Linked DNA regions of Gossypium hirsutum: region 2 is linked to region 1. The links are chromatin contacts, called in public Hi-C maps. All regions are on one chromosome and are shown on one strand. Each heading gives the region's core, a stretch centred on a gene start, on an enhancer-like site or on the middle of the called end of the contact. The rest is flanking DNA. Distances are from core to core; before and after follow the strand shown.

What was found. Hi-C and Micro-C count contacts between places; a contact is called where the count stands out from the background.
Region 2: a contact with region 1 is called in a Hi-C map of hypocotyl, with 1.7 times the contacts expected there. The contact joins two enhancer-like sites. A contact is called at or near these places in 2 of 34 Hi-C or Micro-C datasets (hypocotyl and leaf).

What each region holds. Positions count from the first base shown.
Region 1 is chrA10:110,800,569-110,805,001 of Gossypium_hirsutum_v2.1, forward strand. It overlaps the pseudogene LOC121208099. Among protein-coding and RNA genes, the nearest start is that of LOC107934532, 18 kb to the left of the region's middle. Within about 2 kb of position 2,388, at least 8 of the 9 cell types and tissues checked have an H3K27ac peak or open chromatin away from gene starts, as enhancers often do. A contact at or near this core is called in hypocotyl and leaf, where this site is marked.
Region 2 is chrA10:110,912,936-110,917,279 of Gossypium_hirsutum_v2.1, forward strand. No RefSeq gene overlaps it. Among protein-coding and RNA genes, the nearest start is that of LOC121207711, 45 kb to the left of the region's middle. Within about 2 kb of position 2,231, at least 2 of the 9 cell types and tissues checked have an H3K27ac peak or open chromatin away from gene starts, as enhancers often do. A contact at or near this core is called in hypocotyl and leaf, where this site is marked.

The DNA.
Region 1 (4,433 bases), core at 1,138-3,637:
ATTTTTTATAATTTAAAATCTATATTTATCAAACAGTCTAACTATATTTCGTAATTAATTTTAAGTAGTATATCAAATAAAATTTATAACCTAAATTCAGTACTTAAATTTTCAACACTTGATTTTTTTTAATTTATCAAACAACACCTTAAAATGCACCATTCAATATGCGACACAAGCAGCCTATTTATAAGCCTCACCTTTGATCATCAAAACCAAATTTGAGATATACATCTCATTCAAATTTAAGTTAAAAATATCTCGCCGGTTGAGTCTTAATTCGATTAACATAAGCATTGCTATCAATGTAAAAGGACGTGAGTTTGGGTATATTGTATGTTCACTAGCTTAAAGTTTTTTAATTTTTTATTATATTATGTATATTCATTTTACAGTTCCTATTCAGAGTTTATAACTGCTCCTTTCAACAATATCATCTTATTGGGAATGAATTTTTTTTTAATTCAGTACAATTTTGAAAAAGAAAGAAAGAAAGTATTGGAACTAATTTATTTGAATAGAGAATATAAATGATATAATTAAGATGTGTGATCTTATCAATTATTTTAGTTTAACAAATTTGACCCGATTGATGCACAAATAAAGTAATAAATAATTTGTATTTAAATTTTTAATTAACATTAATTTTGAATTTAAATTTTATTATAGAATAGAAAAGTAGTAATATTTTTTATTATTCAAAAATCTAACTCTACTCATTCAAACCACATACACCTTTTATTACAAATATTTTTTCAGAATTTGGATTTTTCTGTTTGCATATACCTAAACCCAACGAATATTTTTCAAAGTTTAAGCTTTTAGAATGTAGCTTTAAGGCATCATCAACTCAACTTGATTCACAGTGTGAAATTATGGTGGATTGGTTGACCAAACTTGGGCTTGAAATCCTTGAATAAGGCCCCCATTTATAATTGGTCTAAGCCTACGGGCCTAGTAAGCCACTCATCCTAAATGAGTATAAAATTTGTTCTGTAATTCTTTACTTGATAAAAATTGATAAAAGTATCATACGTTTTGTATTAGAAGTTAAAATGTATTTTGTTCCCTCAAATAAATTAGTAAATTAATCTTTATACATTAGATCAAAGAGTAAATTAGTAATTTTTATTAAAAATTTCATTTATTTGTACTGTTAAAAACAAGCGTGCATAACCAAATAACCAGACAATGACACATGGCGTGCCACATGCACGTCATGTTGACATATAGAGACCAATTTTTAAAAGTAAAAATAGATGAGCTTTATAACAAAAATGACTAAGTTGCTCTTTAATCTAATGTACAAATACTAATTTACTATTTTTTTAATAGAAGGGGCAAAATACAACCTAACTCCTATTACAAGGGTCTCCATGGTACTTAGAATTATTAACATTTGAGTATATTTCTTAGATGTAAGTTAACATGAAATGCTTGATGGATTGAAAATCAATCAAATCCTTATTATACTTGCATTTGGTTCACATTATGTAACATTCCACAAGAAATCTCACATTTCTAAACAATATCGAAATATAAAGTATAATCTTAATACTTTACATTCTTTAAGCTATTTCAGATTACAGGTGGAATTAAAAAATTTGGATAAATTTACCCTTTTTTTATTATTTCAAACAATTTCATTCTTTTTTCTTAAATAAAATTTAAGTCTAATTAAAAACAAAACCCTCTCTTTCTCTTAACAATGAAACCATAGATGTTTTTTTTAAAAAATTATAATTATTATATGTACTATTAGTATGTTAATTATGATCAATAAATTATGGTTAGTGATATAATTACTTTTCTTAATTATTGTAATTATTATTTATAAAATTATTTCAAAATATAAGATGTAATAAAAATAAGACTTACCATAATTTAATGAAAAATAAGACTAAAAAAGTATTAAAGGAATTAAATTTAATGTTATAAAAACAAATTCTATAACAACAATTTAGTAAAATATTTTTTTAGGTAATATTATACTCCGTCAACCAAACATTAAAATATTACATTCCAACTGAGTGAACCAAATAAGGTAATATAACATAATCGATATTCCATACTATAATCTTACATTCTCGTAATTTTATTATTAAAGGTAATTTACATTCTTTAAATTAAACACACTCCTAAGAGGAAGGGCGAAATAAAGAATTTGATATGAAAGGATCGGAATAAAATTATAGAATTTTGGAGGCAAAACTAAATTTTTTTGTTTTGAAAATTGAAAAATTAATGATTGGGAGGGCCAAACTATTATCAACACAAGGTTATCATCATTATATAAATTACCATAAGGTTTCTTATCCTTCCCGGCCGATGAGGAATCGAAGCACGTTGTCTTATCTATCTTTGACACTTGGCGTAACATCATGTTAGTTCCTCAGCCTTCACAATCACACTAGAGTTTGTGAACTCAGCTTAACCATACTTGAATTTCAGATATGAACAACATATATTTTAAAGTTTCTTGAAACATATTAAAAAAAAATAAAGAATCAAAGCAAGATAGATCCAAATGGTCAATGACTTGTTCCAATTTGCTACACATGAGGAAGATGCCAAAAGATGCATGGCCCAGTAATTAAAACCCTCATTCCTCCATATACCAATCAATTAGAGTCTAATATAAGTATATTCTGAAAGCATATGCTTTTTCATGTGAATTATTCCTCAGAATATGCTTTTTATTGAAGTGTGGATGATGTTAGCAAAGACTTGCAGGTTTGGACCAAAATGGATAATCCTACATTATCAACATATTCTCTTGATTTTACATGCAAGATTGGATATGTTCTTTTTCTTTTCATGAAAATGCATTATTGAATGTGTTTGTTTATGGTCATCTAAGCCATTTTTCATCTCGCCAATTCTTTGTTCAAGCAGTTTTTGGATAATCGAACCGATAGAATACACCCGCAGAAATGATGTTTAGATGACCATCAACAAACAACTTCATCTTATTGCATCAAGTGTTCAAGATTTAAGGTTTTGTTACGGTTTAAAACCACCTTTTCCAATCAACATTCTTTCCATCTCTACAAAAGTTTCGAGTGCCAAATCTTTCCATAAAGGTGAAATCAAGAATTTTATGTTGGGGGTCGGAATATAAAGGAGACGAATGGGATGGAGTTAGAAGTGACTGGAGATTCAAATCGAAACTGTAATGGGATGAGCTATTTTGCGGTTGTTATTCTCTTTGGTCAACTGTTTTACACTTGCGATAAACACGACACGAAAGAAAACATGTCATGATTGCCGAAGAACTTGGTTTCAGAGAAGCAATTCAGAACTGAAAAAAAGGGTAAGATTCTTTTGTTCTTCATGGAGTGAAACTCCCAGCTACTTGTCTTAGCTCTTTGATATTATCTTAGGCTTTCCAATGTTTCCTTTTGTCGGAACTTCCAATGCTTTGTTTGTTCAAACTGAAGATGGATTAAGTGTCATCAGTTGAAGTATATCAATCTATCTATCTGTCTATCTATATATATGTATATAATCAACTTTAATGGCAATCAATTTGGAAGCAAGAATAGCAATGGTCCAAAGGATACATATGATTTATGTTTCCGCCATGGTGGGAAAGTTTTTGTCTTGTGAAAGTCAATAATATTGTTTAGGAGCACTCAAAAAAGTTACAAAATTTTAGGGGACAAAGCTAAAATATTACCTTCAAAAATTTAAAATTTACTATTTTAGGTATCAAAGATAAAAAATAGTTAAATAGAATTATTAATTTTTTAGAAAGGTTAAAATATAAATTTTCCGTTTAATTAACAGCTATAATTTTTTAAAAAAGGCAAAGCAATTTTTATTAATTTTTAAAATTTAAATTGCAGAGAAGTTGATTTCTAAATTAGCAATTTAATTAAAGATTTTAACTGCATTACTTATTTGGTTAGTATAATAAATTTATAATTAACCCGTACAAACGAGAATAATATGTACAGAGAAAAAATTAAACATGGTTTTTGGAACTAGCTAGATCGATAACGGTCAGGATATCGGTTCGTGGTTGGAAATAAGAGGTTAAATCAATTGGTTCGTAAATCAATATGGACCGGATTAAAAAATAAGTTTGAATGTATAATTAAATCAATTGAATTAAATTTTTAATATATTTTTTTCATTTTTATGAATTTTTAATCAAATTAGATGAATCGATTTAACTAAAGAACAAATAATCTAACTAATTCAACCATTAATCTAATTTTCTAGAATATATATTTAAAAATTTAAGATTTTTTTTACAATTTTCTAAAACTTAAATACCTATTTTAATTTATACAAAATTTTTAATTTTTATATATTATTTTGAAATTTATATTTATATTCTAGATTTTTATAAAATAATATGGGTAAACTACAAAAATAGTCACTTTTATTTGCCTTAGATTACATTTTAGTCACTTTAAGTTTGAATG
Region 2 (4,344 bases), core at 981-3,480, 110 kb after region 1:
TGCCAAGGATAAGGCTAGGGTCAAAAATAACAAAATTTTTCAAAAGTGAAACTTAAACCCAAGACCTCATACGCACACCCACATCATTTAACCACTAAAGCAGATACATATTTATGATCAAACTCACAGAAACAAAGTTAAATTAGTCAGGGCGTTACAACAATTCCCATGTCAATCGAGCTAAGACTCAATTAGCTTCATCTCCATAATTTTCACTATTCATAAAGTAGATAATTTTCCTTTTAGCAAATTACTTCTAATGAGTAGTGAAAGTCAATTTATCCATTTTCCATTATAAGCCTTTCATTAATTAAATTTTATATGTATATGATTCAAATAACATCTATGAAAATTTTCTAATTTGACCATTTTGATTACTAACAAAGTCTATCTCATATAAACATCAAATTAAATACTTTTAAATGGCAACAACTTTTATTGCCCATTTACGTTGAATACATCAGACTTATAATTTAATATAGAGAAAGTATTGTATGAAATAAGGATATTTTCCCTTTTCCAATCATTTAATGTCTTATCAACAATTTCATCATGAATTTTAGGATTTTCGTTTGAATTTGATTTTTTTTCAAGATGAAAATGTTGATGTGATATTAAATTATTGGAAAAGGGATACAGATAATATGGTATCAATGTTTCATACAATCTTTTCCCATTTAATATAACCCCATTTTTACAATAATAAAAATTATAATAAATAGTAATACCTAATAAAAACAATAAATGCTTACACACAAGCACCTTAATTTGTATCGCTTAATTCTAACATTAATTGAGTAAATAATATGAGTGAAAATCTTACACTCAAGTGTGAGAAAAAAGCTTTACAATGAAAGTAAAATAGCGATAAAAAAACATTCAATTGAATTCTGAAACGTTAAAATTTTTATCAATTAAATTGTTTGGCCATTAACTTTTAACAATTGACTAATAAAGTGTAATGATTGCTTTTGTTTTATGTTTGGGGCAATTTTTGTCACATATCATGTTCGAATTGTGTTATGTTATCAAAAAATAATAATTTCATTTTAAATTTTTTAAAAGAATTAAAAATTATAAAAAAATATAAAAAATCAGAAATTTTATAAAAATATAAAAATGATAAAAGTATAAAAGTGCAAAAATTAGAAATATATAGAAAATTGAAAAGATATATATATTTGCAAAATAGAAATTATAAAAAAAAATTAAATCTCTAATTTAAATATAGCCTTTATTATGACTTACCCTCTCAACCTCTTTCATTGCTCGTCACTCTTTTTTCTAAAAAACCTGTCTATGTATATAATCGCTTCACAATCATCATTATCAAATCAAAATATATGTAGAAATCACGAAAAAAAATGATGAAATTTGAGCCAAAGATGCTGCCATTGTCATTGTTTGTGATAACATTATATTGTTAATGATGGTTTGCATGGAAATGGGAAATTTTGGGGGTTTTATAATTTTTTTCATCTATTTTAATAACCTTTAAATATTTTTAATCTTTTACATAGTTTTTATGGTTTTTAAACAATTTTATAATTTGTTATATTTTTCTTAATCATTTATGATTTTTTTATTTTTTAATATTTTGCAATTTCATAATTTTTATAATTTCTAATTTTATATATTTTTTATCATTTATAAAAATATTTATAATATAAGTTCTATAATTCTTTATATTTATTGCACTTCTATATATTTTTCTATTTGTTATAATTTTTGTAATCTTGTAATCTTTTTTACAACTCATATATATTTTATGATTTTGTATACTTTAATGATTTTAAAGGAAAAAATACTTTCCTTTTCGCCATATGACACATAATAATAATTCAAAAAGAACTAAAAAACATAATTATTACACTTTAATAATTAACCATTAAAAAAATAAAAAAAATTCGCCATCAAAAACTCAATTAGATGCCTATTGTTTTAAAGCCTTGATTAAATAAATTTTTTTTCTAAATAACAGCCGCTCCTTCGAGTCTAAAATCTATTAAAAGAAAACAACATGCATTGCTTATTTGTAAAGTATAATAAAATCTATGAAAAAGAAAAAGATAAAATGTGACATTTTTTGCTGTTCATAAAGTTGATTGATATCCACAATTAAATGGAATAAATAAAGAAAAAGAAATGTAAAAAATATAGTACTAGGTTGCTGGCCATGAGTAGGGCAGAAAAGCCCCACTCACTCACCTTTCGCTGTATCCCTCATCAATTCTTAGCTAGTTGGCCACACGGCCTTAACATTACCCATTTATTACTTCAAACTTTTTTTATATATATTTAAATCTTATAGTCATAATAATTTTTTAAGTTAAAAATATTTTTTAAAAACCTTTACGAAAAATGCTTTTAAATCCAAATGCAAAAAGTTATAATTTTTTTATGTTTGGAAAAACAATTTTAAAGTCTGATTGAAAAGCGTAAAAAAACTCTGATAAAATATATTATATTTATTTGGTATAAAATTATCCACATTTCATAAATAAACAATGATTGAAAAGCGTAACAAAATTCTGATAAGAAGTTTATAATTATAAATAGTAATAAATATTTCAATATTTTATACCTTCAATCATTTATTTGAAAATTTGGCACGATATATGAAAGTTTGTATTATAATCAATATAAATTAATACAACAATTTTAAAATTCAAAAGAGCTTTTCTTTTTTTTTTTTACAAAAATTCAAAAGAACCTGTAATATGAATTTTGGGACTAATTTGTATGAAGGTTTCCAAAAGAAATATGCTTGTTAAAAACCACTTTTCGTCAAGATCACCATAATTTTGGGTTTGTTTACTTAAACCCTCAAAATTTCTAAAAGTTACATGTTTGGAAAATCTTATTTCTTTTCTTTTATTATTAAATTAATAAACATGCCATCATAATTAAAAGAAAATAATTTGATTATATAAAAAAGTCATCATTATGTATTATTACAATAGCGAATTAAAATGTGACAAATGTCACCCGTACAACTAATCTAGAACTAAATGTTACCATACATTTCAATATGCTATTATATATATATATATTAGATTTGTAATAGTTATATTTTAATATTTAAGATATAATTATTAATTGCTTAATTTTATACATCAGAGTATTAATAAATTATTTTTTTATATTTTTACTGAAATATTATAATGTTAACAAATTTAAACATTATCTAAATAAACAAAAATAGATTATAAGACACATAAAAAAAGTCAAAGAAGCATTAATATCGTTTCTCTTACTCCACAATAGTCAATTGTGGGGTTAAAGTCAGTGATACGAGGTTATTATGTGACATACTTATTGATCCAAATAAAAGTTCTCAACCCTTATTCCTTATGTTTTGTACATTATGCATCATCTTATGGGAGTTGGGACCCTGAATGGCCATATTTTATTATCTCTCTTATAAAAGATGAGAGATTGATGAAATTATTTTGTTTATTTATTCAAATGATGGGAAACTAATATGACCCTTTTTCTTTAACCTTTTGTGTTAATTATCTATTTCATTCAATCATATCAAATATTCCAAGTATTTTGATGCTGGGTGTTGGATGTAATTTTATTTTATTTTTGGATGTCTTCACAGCTGGTAATTGAATATATATATATATAAAGTTTGATAAAGTAAAAAGAAGAAGAAGAAGAAAGAAACAACAAAAGTTTGTAGTATTCAACTATATGCATGATGTTTGACACCAATTATTTGTCTAGTGAAAAATATTATAGGTGATTTTTTTTAAAATTTTTTAAAGTATTTATTGAAGCAAACTTAATAATTAATCATTTGTATTCTGTAAGTCTATTAAAAAAATAGATATTAGCCACGAAATTTAAACCTAATCTATTATATATTTTATTTCAAAGGTTGAGAGATATACTTAGCATTCGGGGTTAATAAATGTAATTAATTTTGGCATTTGAAAGTTACATATGAGTATGATTGCTTGACAACTTTGTAGGATAGTAGTGAGTTGATGTAGTCAAATCCCAAATCCATTTGGCCGGCCAAACCTGCAGAAACAGCTAGCAATATGAAATTGTTGAATCTATAAGTTGGCAAGGATCTAAGAATTTTGTTTAGAATATTAAAATTATTCACAAATGAACGTAAAAATTAAGACGGATTATTTTGATATATTAATTTTTTAAAATATTTTTATTATATACTCTAAAATACATGTGTTAATGTAATAGCCCGATTTTAGGCTTAGTCGGAACAGTGGTTTCGGGACCACAAATCCGACGAAAAAAAAATGTAATGGCTTGAATTTTCAGAGGTGTCGGAACGGTGATTCGAGATCACTAAATTCGACAAATGGGTAG